3 separate regions of the Sus scrofa genome follow, and all the other regions are linked to region 3. Evidence: chromatin contacts called from public HiChIP or PLAC-seq data. All regions are on one chromosome and are shown on one strand. Each heading gives the region's core, a stretch centred on a gene start, on an enhancer-like site or on the middle of the called end of the contact. The rest is flanking DNA. Distances are from core to core; before and after follow the strand shown. Region 1 holds the start of BAG3 (BAG family molecular chaperone regulator 3). Region 2 holds the start of TIAL1 (nucleolysin TIAR). Region 3 holds the start of INPP5F (phosphatidylinositide phosphatase SAC2).

Region 1 (4,339 bases), core at 680-3,179, 67 kb before region 3:
AAATAGCATCACACTGGGGAATAGGTTTCAACATATGACCTTTGGGAGGATAGAAACCTCCAGTCTCTAGCACCTGGGGAAAGAGCATCCCAAGACTTAGAAGGAAAAAAGGCACCAAGGTCAGACATGCTCCTTGTTATTCAGCATGGCTCAAAGGAGCTTCTTCCAGGTAGTTCTCCAAGACTTATGGCTCCATTTTAGACAAACCCTCTTGAAGTCCCTGGTGGAACATAACTCCCAGAAGCAACGATATTAGCCCCAGGAGAACTTGCTTCCTCCTTGCTCCTGTCTAGTGCACCTGCAAACAAAACATCAGCAAAGAATGCTCTCAGTGTGTAAATGTAGTTGTCATAGAATGCAAATGGAGTAAAGGAAAGAGAAATAAAAATTCACTTTAGAATCAGTCTTCAGTATACATCAATATTATTGAATATAGATTCTGGAGCTCAGGTCTCCAGAAATAAGTTCTTCCTGACGGGAGTTCTCATCGTGGCTCAGCAGTAACGAGTCCAGCTAGTATCCATGAGGATGTGGATTTGATCCCTGGCCTTGCTCAGTGTATTAAGGATCTGGCATTGCTGTGAGCTGTAGCGTAGGTTGCAGACACGGATTGGATTTGGTGTTGTTGCGGCTCTGGCGAAGGCCAGCAGCTACAGCTCCAATTCAGCCCCTAGCCTGGGAACTTCCATAAGCTTGGGGTGCGACTCCCCTCCAAAAAAGCCACTGAATAAGGCGCTTGAGGGTCCAGCTCCTTCAATAGTAGTACTTAGGGTAAATTAGTGCACTGGCATTTGGGTTTATACATCAGTCTCTTGTGTGTTTGGTACCTGAGTCAGTCCTTGGGGCTTAATCGTCTCTGCGTTTTCCCAAAACTGAATTTTGTACTTTAAAGCTGATAAGAACACCTGTGTAAGTGAGAATCATTCCATTGGAAATGATTGGTAGGCCTCTTATCGTTTGCTCCAAAAGGAGTAATTTGAGGGCAGGAAGAGAGGAAAGGTATTGCCTCTGAGGGTTCCTGGGTAGTCTCTGCATTTGAGTTGGAAAATTGGGCCCAGTATTAAGCCATGGCACCTTCTCAAAGTGCTTCTGGAGAAAGGAATGAGTCTCAGGCCCAAAGATTTAAACTAGTACCTCCCCAACATTCTCCCTCTGGGGGGCACACACTCTCTCTCCCAGAGGAATTGAGGTGTTGGGTTCAGGCTGCAAGTGCGATTATTGAAACAACCCAACAAATACATTTAATGATTCAATTTGTTCCCTACTTCTCAAGTAAAGCTCAAATTTTAAGACAGCAAGAACCAACCTCTACCATAAAAAAGACCAAAACTCCAAATAATGTGTTTTTTTCTTTAAAGTTGTTCAGCAATGATAGTTTCTTATTTGAGTTATGAGGTTCAGGAGCATAAAACCATGGGCTGATGCAATCTTTCTGTCTTCAGGTTTTTTTGAAAGAAAGGCAGGTGAGTTTCCATTTGCACTTCCATTTTTCCCCTGGCTTGGTTACTGTGTCAGGTCAACATTCCAGCGCTCCTTCCGACAGCCGTTAAGCCCAAGGGAGAAAAGTGATTAAAACATAACGGAGGGACACCAGTGCCCCGAGTATCAGTATATGGGGGTACAAATGAGAGGTGGGGAGAGACTCTGGTTTAAACCCAAAGACTTTAAAGGCTAACGATGACTTTGTTTTTATAAGGAACTGCAGCAGATACTCTTGAGTGCGGACTCCCAGTCCTAAGAACAGGAAGAGGCAGTCTGAAAACCGAAACCGCCCAGGACACAAAGACGACGTCCCTGGGGCTCGCTGGTCCAGTCAGCCAGCATCAGGGAGATGCCTCGGGTGCACCTTGGCCCACCCTGAGGCTGTCTCAGCCGGGTGACACCCACCCAGGAAGCTGGCGCGAGGGAGGAGGTGGGGTGGAGGAGGGGCGGCAGGGAGGCCACGCCCGTGACCACGCCCACGCCCCGCCCCGCCACGATTATAGCCGATGACTCAGGGCGGAGCTCCGCATCCAGCCCTCGCCGCCGCCAACTTCTCTGGATGGGACCAGAAGTTTCTAGCCGGCCAGTTGCTACCTCCCTTTATCTCCTCCTTCCCCTTTGGCAGCGTGGAGGCTATTTCCAGACACTTCCAGCCCTCTCCGGCCACGTCACCCCCTCCTTTAATTCATAAAGGTGCCCAGCGCCGGCTTCCCGGACACGTCGGCAGCCCACAAGACTCTAGCTCCGGCCTCGGCCAGCGAGCCACTCTGCGCCTGGAAGTCCGGCACCCCGCGACCCTGTGACCCGGCACCCCGGCGGCTGCCCCTCCGGGCCGACCCCGACCCAGCATGAGCGCTGCCACCCACTCGCCGATGGTTCAGATGGCGTCCGGCAACGGCGCCGGCGACCGCGACCCCCTGCCCCCCGGCTGGGAAATCAAGATCGATCCGCAAACCGGCTGGCCCTTCTTCGTGGACCACAACAGCCGCACCACGACGTGGAACGACCCGCGCGTGCCCCCGAGGGCCCCAAGGTAAGCGGGACCCGAGCTGCACTCTGGCCAGCACTTCCCCCCACCCCCACCCCCCCCGCGCCCCGACGGCGAGCGGCGGGACAGGGCTTCGGGGATGGGGGTGGCGGGCTGGACTGGGCCGGGCTGCGGGGACGCGAGGAGCAGGGTGCCTGCCGGCCACAGCCCGCCCGCGCCGGTGTCCCAGAGGTCAGTGAAGGCCACTGGGAACGTACAGACCCCCAAGTGGACACCAGCTCTCAGGAGTCGGCCTGCCGCGTCCCAGGAGCCCCCTCCCCAGGCCCGCCCTTGGCCGGCGTCGGGGCGAGGGGGAGGCCCCGGGGAGGACTGTCCTCTCTGGGCTGCATCTGGTTTCCGGAGGTCGGGCGGGAAGTGCGACCCGCCCCATGGTGCCAGGTCCGGTCCACCGGCTGGATTCGAGGGGCCGTGGGCCAGGAGGCGAGGGGCGATCGGCCTGGTCAGCCTCGGAGGCCCGGGCCAGGCCCCACCGCGGCCTCCGCCCGGCTTCCAGGGCTGAGAGCCTGGTTTCACTCTGCTGATCACGCTTGGTCGGACGCCAGGGGGCCTTTGGCAAGCTTGGATGGGGGGGTCTCTTAGGATCTCTAAGGACTTTTACCTCCCAAAGTTCCAGAACTTGCTTGAGGGTATCTTGACTTCAGTCTTCCACCTGAGGCACAGAGTGACTCAGGAGACTGACGTAAATACATCCCCCCCGCCCCTTGAATTTGAAATTAAAATTGTATTCTTGTTTGAAACTGTTTTCGATAAGAATATATTCTAGAATGACTTGTTAAAAAAAAAAAAAAAAAGATGCTGTTCTCCCAGGCAATTTTAAACTAAAGACGTGAGACTGTCGCCTAGTTGGCTATTGACTTAGACATTGCCTCACACTGGCGAGAAAAAGTGTTGTTGTTTTTTTTTAAATGGCAATACATTCCTTTCCTTGTTATGTTACTACAATACCCAGGATTTGTTTCTAATACACAAATAATTGAGTAGTAATGCTTTTGTGAATACAGATGTATGCCTTATTTACATTTATGTAAGGGTATATACTTCTTAATCCTTAGGAGCCTGAAATTTTGAAAATATAAACTCGGAATGAGTGTTTAAAAAATTATGACTGTACTTTTCTCGTGATTTTTCTGTCCATTTGAGCTTTTTCAAAAGATAAAGCTTGGCAAAAAGAGGTCTACATTAAGGGTAGCGTTAATGTTGTTTGGGCAAAATAAAAATAAAAGTCATGAGCTGGTAAGTTATTTTGAAGACTTAAAAATTCACCAAATTAAAGGCTTTGTAAGTCATTATTTCAGAAGAAAGATCTGTTATCCATTTTCATTTTAATGTACTTTTTTCTTAAAAGTGTATATAAAGTTCTGGTGCCCAACAGTGAGACAGGGTATATTTAGCAACTTACATTTATAAGAAATTAATTGTATGTTTATTTTTGAAAATTAGTACAAGAGGCTGTAATTAGCTGGGATGGTCATAACTGCAGATACTTCTTTTTTTTTTTTTTTCTGTGTCTGTTCAGCCCATTGTTGAGTGAAACTAATGCCCATTTCAGTCCCCCTCTGTTACTGCAGTCTCCAGGGAAGAGGTCCTTATTGTGACCAAAAAAGAAAAAAAGAAAAAGGTTGTCATTTTGAGACTAATGTCCTGTAGAGACAGGGATGTCAGAATCCAGTGGTATCCTTAGTAGTGAATGAGGATCAAGTTTGAACATATCCACTGTGAGTGCAGTGTAAGTCCCACCTTGCCGGCACTTTGTTTTCAATGTGAAACTCACCCAGCAGGTTGAGATCTTTGTGTACCCGCACAGTGGAT
Region 2 (4,297 bases), core at 681-3,180, 110 kb before region 3:
AAACAGTATAGCAGATACTTTAGTGAGACATTAAAGAAATAGGAATAAAAAAAATGCAACCCCCCCCGCCCCAACAAAATGAAAATCCCAACTATCAATATTGAACATAAGACATCTATTTTCTGGACTGAGCAATCTTTCTTTGGCAGGAGTAGAGATCAGAAACTAGTCAAACTTCCTGAGCACCCTTCCACCTGCATCTATTCCCCAAAAAGTAATTACCCCATCAGACAGCAGAGCCAAGTGAACTATGGTCATATAAACACCAGGCAGAGCCAAGAGAAAACAAAAGCAGCGTTCTGACTGACTCCTTGTACTCGAAGCAGGTGTGTTGAGCTTCGTAAGGCGAGGAAAACCCAGTGCCCAACTTAACACATTTAATTAGACTCACACTTAAAAAAAAAAAAAAATGCAGGAAAAAAGAAAGGAGTGCCACACTAGTTGGAAAGGAATGCAAACGCTGAGTCATCACTCTTCATTAGGAAAGGAAGGAAAGCGGTGGGAAGATGAAATTCATTCATTACATTTGGGCTTCAGGGTAAAGAGCAACAGCAAGGTGGAAGAAAAAGCACTCAAAAGACACACATCGAATAGCTGATAAAAATATCATTTTATCCAACTCCGAAGGGCTCGACGCAGAAATAGATTAGGTATGTAATAGAGAAGGTAGCACCAATAGAGCAAAAAGCTGTTTAACAACTGGTTGTCAGTTTAGCGTAGGTAGCGCTCAAAGTAAACTTCGTCATCCAAGAAAGGAAAGATGCTCCGGCGGCAAGAGGCATCCCTTTTGCACTTCAAAAGTAGCGGGCGCTTGGCGAGTGTTTCTGACAGCGTGGGCGGGGGCACGTGGGGCAGAAAGAGAGTAGGGGCTTGAGTGGCGGAAGAGTGTCCGGCTTCCTCGCAGAGCTTAGCTTGGGAGAAGAGCCGGGAGCGACTGGAGCTGGGGACGTGGAGGGCGTGAGTGCTAATTCCTCGCAGCACGCAGGGGATGTGGCCGCAGTCCCACCCCCAGTCCCACCCCCACCAGGCCCAGCCCCCGTGGGGACCGGCAGCTCCCGGCCCAGCCCAGGGCCCCCAAAGCACAGGGGGAGCAGGAGCTCTCCCGGGCCTGACAGACTCTGCCGTGCAAAAGCCCGGCTCAGGACGGGGTTGCAAAGAAGGGCGCGAGAGGAAAAGGTCGAAACTAGCCCCGGACCCCAGGAAGTGACTGTGTTTGGGGGAAGGGAGGGCTTCCTTCCCAAGGAAAAAGGGACAAATGAGGAATGCACTTCGCGTCCGCGCCACCCCAGCTAGGGAGCCGCCGAGAGTCCTGGCTTCGGCCCCGCTCTCTTGCTCCCTCCCATAGCATCCCGCAGTGCCCGGGCCTCTAGGCGCCTGGCACCCCCCGTCTGGGTACTCACAGAGTCCGGGGCTGCCCGTCGTCTTCCATCATGGTGGGTGCGACGGAGCGATCCCGGGACAAGGGGGAGGGCAGGGCTGGGGAAGGGAGGGGGTGGGGAGGAAGGGGAGGGGGGCTCCGGGCACCGGCTGGGGACAGAGGAAAAGGCACCGAACCCTGCTCTCGGGCTCTCTCCCCCCAGCCCGCTCCGGACACTGCGCTCCAACCAGGAGGAGCTGGAGGAGGAGGAGGATGAACAAAATGGCCGCCGCCACCAGCCAGGCAGGAAACGGGGCAGAGCGCAGGCGCGGCCCGCCAGGTCACCGCTCAGGCCAGCCGCGACGGCCTGAAAAAGCGGAGAACTGAGTGGGGAACAAAAGGGGCCACTGAGGAAACCTCGTGCCCGGTCACGACGGATCACGTCGTCGTTACTCGCCGGCTGGCTAGCGAAACCCAGCCAGCTCAAGAAGAACTCGAGAAAAAAGAGAACCGCCGTAAAACTGAAGTCTCTGGGAATTGTGGTCCTGGAAATGAGAGAGGTAAGCACTTCCCCGGAGGACTTCTGGGAACTGTAGTCCTGAGGAGCCGGAGCCGCTCTGGGAAGCGAAGAAGAGACTTCTGGGTAGTGTAGTCGTACGTGAGACGTGCGGCGACCAGGAAGTCGGCGTGCTGGGAGGGGAGGGAGAGAATAAAAGCGACGTTGAAAGGCAGGGAATCGAGCTGGGAAAAAGCGGCGTCGGAGAAGTAGACTGCAAGTCCCATAGTGCCTCGCGCTGGGGGCTGTCCTAGGACTGCTTCAGGCATTTTAAGACTCTTCTGTTGGCTCAGCGTGGGCTGCTGCTCCGCCTCTGTCCAGCCCAAGAGCGGTATCTTCAACTGCGGCTAATTCCGTGCTCTGGCTCCGCGTGGCGTCCAAGCCCGCAGGCCTTTCTGGCCCTCCTCTATTCATCAAAACCGCCCGCCCGCGGTCGCCAACTGCCGCCCCGCGCGACGGGCGGAGGGGCTGGGGGGTTCCTCCGGCCCAGCGCTGAGCTGGAAGCTGCGCTCGCCGGGGCCCCTCCGGCTTTCTCAACAGCCCGCCGATTCCTCCTCTGGGCTTGTTTTCCCGCAAATAGGTATTCTACCCTGGGTAGACGGCTTCTTCATTCGTTATCTCATCGGATAAGGGGGTCAAAAGAGCAGCCCTCCACTAAAATGACTCATCGAGTTGGTGTAAAGAGGGCGATAATGCCCTTCTGCCCCTCATTTAGTTATTAGAGTGAGTCTTTGGGCAGAGACGTGCACAGACTTAAGGCTGTGTTTACAGACATCCATCCATCCATCATATGGACGGGGAATGAAGTCTTGCTCGAGTATGTGGGAAACCCCGTTCAAACTGGCTACGTAACCTTGTAGAATTTGTTTTTTTCACCGGCGGCAGTTCACCCTACGCTCCCACTCCTTCACCCCACCCCCAAGCGTCTTTGGGAGAATGCTTTTGAGCTCGTACCCCCTCTTGTAGGTTAGTGAAGTGAAGGATTATAACGGCGAAGAAAGATTTTTCATCCTGTTGCCAGAGCTAGAAGGTCCCAGGTAAACTGTGCCTTGAGAGTTGGTTTTATAAACACTACCACTGACTCCTAATCCTGTGATGGGGGTCAACCGTGCAGCAAAAACGTTGTAATGTCAATATGGGGAGGAAGAAGTGGGGGGTTCAACCTGGAAGGCTTCATAAGACCTTGAGAAGAGAGTTGAGCCCCCTGAGTCAATGGGAACGTCAAGGGGCACCGAGGCCAGGACCCATGGGTAAAAAAAGTGTATGGGTTTGGTGGGGGGAGAAGTGGGGGAAGGCATGGAGTAGGAATCTGGAGAGCTAAGTTAGAAAGGTGGGCAACGGTTTTATAGCACCATGTTGTTAAAGATGGGTACCAGGCTGAGGAGTTTGGGGCTTTGTCTCCCAATCAATGAGGAGCTATTCAGAGGTTTTATTTTTTTTAATTGAACCGACGTCCAGAGCTGTAACCATCATCATCCAATTCATCATTGATCCACGCCCACTGTGTTAATTTCCTATTGTTGCTGCCACAAACTTAGGGACTTAAAACAGGACTATATTGGGAGTTCCCATCGCGGCTCAGTGGTAAACAAATCCGACTAGGAACCATGAGGTTGCGGGTTCGATCCCTGGCCTTGCTCAGTGGGTTAAGGATCCGGTGTTGCCGTGATCCTAGCTGTGGCTCTGGCATAGGCTGGTGGCTACAGCTCCGATTGGACCCCTAGCCTGGGAACCTCCATATGCCATGGGAGCGGCCCAAGAAATGGCAATAAGACAAAAAATAATAAAATAAAATAAAAAAACAAAAAAAAACAGGACTATATTATTTTAGAGTTCTGGAGGTCAGAAGTATGAAATTAGTTTCACTGAACTAAAACCAAGATGTTGGCAGGGCTGGTTCCTTCTAAAGTCTTTGGGAGAATGGGCTTCTTGCCTTTTCCAGCTTCTAGAAACCGTCTGCATTCCCATCATCTTCAAAAACAGCAGCATGGCATCTTCTTTCCTCTCTGACCTTTCTGCCTCTCTCTCTGTGACTGATCCTCCTTCCTCCCTCTTTGACTTCATGAGGACCCTTTGTGATCACATGGGGCCAGGATAACGTCCCATTTCTCTGAGACATTCAATCATGTTAGCAAAACCCCTTTTACCATAACCTAATGAGTACACTGGTTCTGGGGATTAGAGCATAGACATCTTGGGGGGGGGTGTCATTATTCAGTCTACCACTCCTGCCTTCATTTAGTTTGTTACTTTTTTAAAAATGCAATAATAGCTGTGAGCCCTCCACCCTAAAAAAAAAGTTCTTAGGGACGCAGTTTAGTCTAACTCTTGGGTTTGCTCACACACACACTCTCTCATCCTCCTGCCTCCCCTCACCTGGGTTC
Region 3 (4,252 bases), core at 347-2,846:
TGGCAATGTGACTCGTTAAAAAATAATGAAATAATTTGCAGAACATCCTGTCTTCATAAGACTTTCTCATTATTCATTTTTGCTAGGGAGAGTCAACATACGGCTGAATTCAATAATAAATCAGAAACTGATGGTTCCACTGAAACTTCTTTTTACCGTCTTGTCTCCATTATCTTCTTTGTCCATGTCACATCACAAAGATTTGACATAATAATCTCTCCTATTGACCTTTAGGTTGAGGTGTCTGGACAGTTCAAGAGGCCTATTTATACTTATCAGAGATTCCCGGACAGTTTGTCATCATGGGACTTTCTGTGCTATGGAAATTCAACAGAGAAATCAGTGTGGGCTGGAATAATTAGTAAAGTGGAACTTCTTCCTGAAAAAAGGGCCTCTCACTTTTATCAAGCAGAAGGTTAAAAGTATTGCCTTGCTTTTCTTGTCTCCAACCTCATTTTTGTTTTGTTTATTCTCTTCCTTTCTAAGGCATTAGAAAAGGCAGGAGATTGGAGTAGAAAGACTTGATGACTTATAAAACTGGGAGTGTAATTAGTCATTTAGTGCACCCACCATCTGAGACCAAGAGGCTTTCCCAAGATCACACAGCTAGATCATCCCTGGAGTGGGGCCTGGAACTGGGGGCCCAACTCCCAAGCTCCATTCTGTGCAAGGTACCACCTGGCCATTCAAGTTAGACAGCTCAAAAGATACTCAGGAGTGCTTCTGACTTCTACAAGATATTTTCCAACCACCTTAGCCTTGTCAAACTAGATCCCTTTCACCTCCTTGACATTTTATTGTCTTTTCACAGGCATCCTGCTGAATTCAGGGCACGATAGCTTATGAACTTTGCTCTCTTCCTCCTAGTTATTTAGAGCACTGTGCTGCTAATACTTGTTCAATTTCTATTGTTACACGCTCTTCACTGATGTGTATTTATTGAATGTCTGCTGCTGTCAAACGTCGCAAGATTCTAAGAGGAAATTCCAAAACAGACGTCCCGGTTCGCGGAGAGTCTGGCTGGGGATGGACCCCTGCAACCTGAGCCGCCTTTCCCGTTCTCCTAGTCTGGGGTCTCTGCGGGCAGACTAGATTTAGGGAGTCGGCCTGGCTTGTCTCAGGGCTGGTGAGAGAAACGAATAACCTGCTAGTATTGGAGGGGAGGCCCAGGAGTGGGCTTCTGTTCCAAAGGTCGCAGAGCAGCAGGGCGGCCAGTCTGATTCAGCCAGGCCCAGGCTGGGAAGCGGTCGCCCGGGGTGGGAAGGCGATCCCGCCAGGGGCGGGGCCTGGAAAGAGCGGGAGGAGGAGGAGGGGGCTGGGATAGGGAAGAGAAGAAAGAGGAGGAAGAGCCTCGGGGTAGGAACCAGGAGGAGAAACCCAGCTGAAGAAACCCAGAAGCTGGAGAAGGCGGCGGGAAAAAGCAGGAAGAGGAATGGAGAGGAGAAAGGGGGGGGGAGGAGACGGGGAGGGGGAGGAGTCTGCGAGAAGTCGGGAGTGGGTGGAGCAGGGGGAGGAGCCAGGGAGGAGCCGGGCGGGGGCATAGAGGGGCGGAGCCGGGGGAGAGGCCTCCCAGGCCGCAGCCGCCGCTGCCGGGGCGCGTTCCCCTGCCGCGGGTTTGGCCGCCGGGGCGCTCCCTCAGCCGCCGCTCCCTGAGGCGCCGGCTCTGGCGGCCCCGGCCGACGAGGACGCCCCGCGCGGGCTGCCGCCGCTGGGGCCGGGGGACCGCGGAGCCGCGGGCGCTCCCGGGCCGCCGCCGCCTCCCTCGGCGCCCGGGGCCGGCATGGAGCTCTTCCAAGCCAAGGACCACTACATCCTGCAGCAGGGCGAGCGCGCGCTGTGGTGCAGCCGCCGCGACGGCGGCCTCCAGCTCCGACCCGGTGAGCCTGGCGGCGCTGGGTCGCCCTGGGACTGGGAGGGGGCGAGGAGGGGGCGCGGCCGGGCCCCTCAGCTCGGGGCTGGGGTTCCGGCGCCGCCTGGGGCCCTGGCGGGCGGGGCGGGGCGGGCGCCGGCGAGGGCGCGCGATCTGTCATTATTTCCTGACGCGAAGGAGCGTTCGCCTCGCCCCTGCCCCTCTGAGGGGGACAAAGGGCCGTCGACCCTCGTCCTTCCGAGCGCGCTTCCGCTTGGAGATCTGCTCCGCTGCCCCGGAGAGCGGACCCGAGTCGCGCCGCGGGCGGTCGGGGTCGGGCTGCCCCCCAACGGGAAAGTTCGGGCGAGGTGCGCCTGGCCTTAAAGGCCTCTCCCACCCTGGAGTGGCCTCTGACCCGTCCTTTGGGAGAAGTTCTGGGTTCGAATTCCGATCTCAGGCCGGAGGCGGTCACACCAGTTCAATGGAACGTCCTGCCGAAGCTTCACTCCCGGTTGACATCTTTGTGTCACTGGTCCTTTAGCATTAAAGGTGTGACTTCATTTTGGTTACCTCATAGGCACTCAATTTCCGGCGCCCTTTCTTTGATTTTAGTATTACAGTTAAACAGCAGCGTGATGTTAAACTTTTAATATTTTTGTGTCACTCAAGATCGTGCGATTCAGAACGTCTTGGGGGGGGGGTCCATGTTTGGGTGTCCTGCAAGCTGTCCCGAGATGCCTGAGTCTACAGCGATTAGTTTGCGTGAGAGAAACTAGGTCACAGTGGTGAGTTAAACGGGGCAGGCCCTGCCCTCAGAGAGCTGACAGTCCAGGGGTCGGTTTCTTTTGAGGGGGCTCAGTAGCACCCCTCTTTGGAGGGGACCAGTCCTTTTTTCCTAATTACCACAGAGATCTTTCATTTTAGGAGAGGTGAGAGAATAGAGTTCTTTAAAGAAGTAGTGTTTCAAGTTGTAATTCTTGCAAGTAACTAGACAAAAGAATTACATGGTATGAATGAAATGTGTGAAAGGTACTAAAGGAACTTTTCATATATATCACAGCAGTTTCCATTTATAGGGAGGTTTCCAAGGAACTGGTCCCTCAATGTATTCTTGCCAATCCTCACAACTGCTTTACAAAGCACGTGGTGGTATCCTCTTCTTCAGGTGAGAAGACAGGTGTGAAAGGTTGAGAAACTTGCTGGAGCTCATAGAGAGTAGAATTGCCCCCCAGAACATTTTCTCATGGTCCTGTTGCTTGCTTAGGAAGGCCTGATAGTTGATTTGCTAGAGCAGTGAAGGAGAATTTATTTTTTCCTAGGTTCTGAGTGTATTTTCTTGCCATTGCATTTTATTTCCTCTATGCAGAATGGATGAGAAACTACTGCACCCAGATAAGGTTCTTGATAATCTTGAGACAAAAGTTGTTGTAGATAGGCTAATTTTGGCCAATTGCCAGTCATTCTCTTCTGTTTTTCCTAATTTGATAATTTGCCTGATCTTCCCCACCCCTACCACCCACCCACCCACACACCCTTCCCCAGTATTTGAATAAGACTTCAAGTGCAGCCTGAAGAAAGGTAGATTGCCAACTCTTTGGATTCTAAGAGCTTAAAATTAACTATTACAGCTAGATGGAACTTGACATCATCTCCAACTCACTGGACAGAACACTTATCTGCACCTGATTTCCTTAGCTATAAAGTGAGGGTTGGGCTTTTTGGTCCTTGTACATAATGAAATGTGTTTTTTTTTTTGTTTTTTTTTTTCCTTTTCTAGGGCTGTTCCCATATGGAGGTTCCCAGGCTAGGGGTCTAATCAGAGCTGTAGCCACCGGCCTATGCCAGAGCCACAGCAACGCAGGATCCGAGCCATGTCTGTGACCTACACCACAGCTCATGGCAACGCCAGATCCTTAACCCACTGAGCAAGGCCAAGGATCGAACCTGTAACCTCATGGTTCCTAGTCGGATTCGTTAACCACTGCGCCATGATGGGAACTCCCATAATGAAATGTTTTTAACACAACTCCAATTTGTTAAGTGTTTGTTCAGTGTACCTCTTGGAAGATAAGAATTGATGCGCTTTGTGAAAAATACTCAGGAAATCTCTGGGTGGTCACCTGTGTATTGGGACAGTGAATTAGGGATATATGAGTAGCGGTGGCCTTGGTTGTCTCCATTTCCAGGACCACTCTCTCCTTTCTCTTTGCTCTTAAGATTGACAGAGATGAACCAAACTGGTGGAATTACATGGAAGGAGGTAAGTTCCCAGGAGTCCTCTGAATAGATGGTTTCTGTTTGGTTTGTGATCATTTCTTGTACAGAGGAACCTCTCAAATTCTAGTGGCTTTAGGGATAAATTGCTCCCTTCAAGTGAAGTTAGTCACCTCTTCTATGATCTTA

What was found. HiChIP or PLAC-seq counts read pairs in DNA pulled down with a chosen protein or histone mark.
Region 1: a contact with region 3 is called in an H3K27ac HiChIP or PLAC-seq map of skeletal muscle. The contact joins the promoter of BAG3 here to the promoter of INPP5F in region 3. A contact is called at or near these places in 1 of 5 promoter capture datasets (liver), 3 of 47 Hi-C or Micro-C datasets (heart right ventricle, liver and skeletal muscle) and 2 of 2 datasets of contacts at active chromatin or transcription factors (alveolar macrophages and skeletal muscle).
Region 2: an H3K27ac HiChIP or PLAC-seq map of skeletal muscle shows a contact between it and region 3. The contact joins the promoter of TIAL1 here to the promoter of INPP5F in region 3. A contact is called at or near these places in 1 of 47 Hi-C or Micro-C datasets (fetal heart ventricle) and 2 of 2 datasets of contacts at active chromatin or transcription factors (alveolar macrophages and skeletal muscle).

Annotation. Positions count from the first base shown.
Region 1 is chr14:129,508,311-129,512,649 of Sscrofa11.1, forward strand. BAG3 (BAG family molecular chaperone regulator 3) reads left to right here and starts at 1,930. Exons shown (of 5, transcript XM_021073458.1): 1 at 1,930-2,519; 2 at 2,522-2,701. The coding sequence starts at 2,331.
Region 2 is chr14:129,465,220-129,469,516 of Sscrofa11.1, forward strand. TIAL1 (nucleolysin TIAR) reads right to left here and starts at 1,931. Exons shown (of 12, transcript XM_003133196.4): 1 at 1,401-1,931. The coding sequence starts at 1,432. It overlaps LOC110256777 (a long non-coding RNA gene), which reads left to right and starts at 964. Exons shown (of 2, transcript XR_002338744.1): 1 at 964-1,176; 2 at 1,581-4,297.
Region 3 is chr14:129,576,017-129,580,268 of Sscrofa11.1, forward strand. INPP5F (phosphatidylinositide phosphatase SAC2) reads left to right here and starts at 1,597. Exons shown (of 19, transcript XM_013983807.2): 1 at 1,597-1,877. The coding sequence starts at 1,781.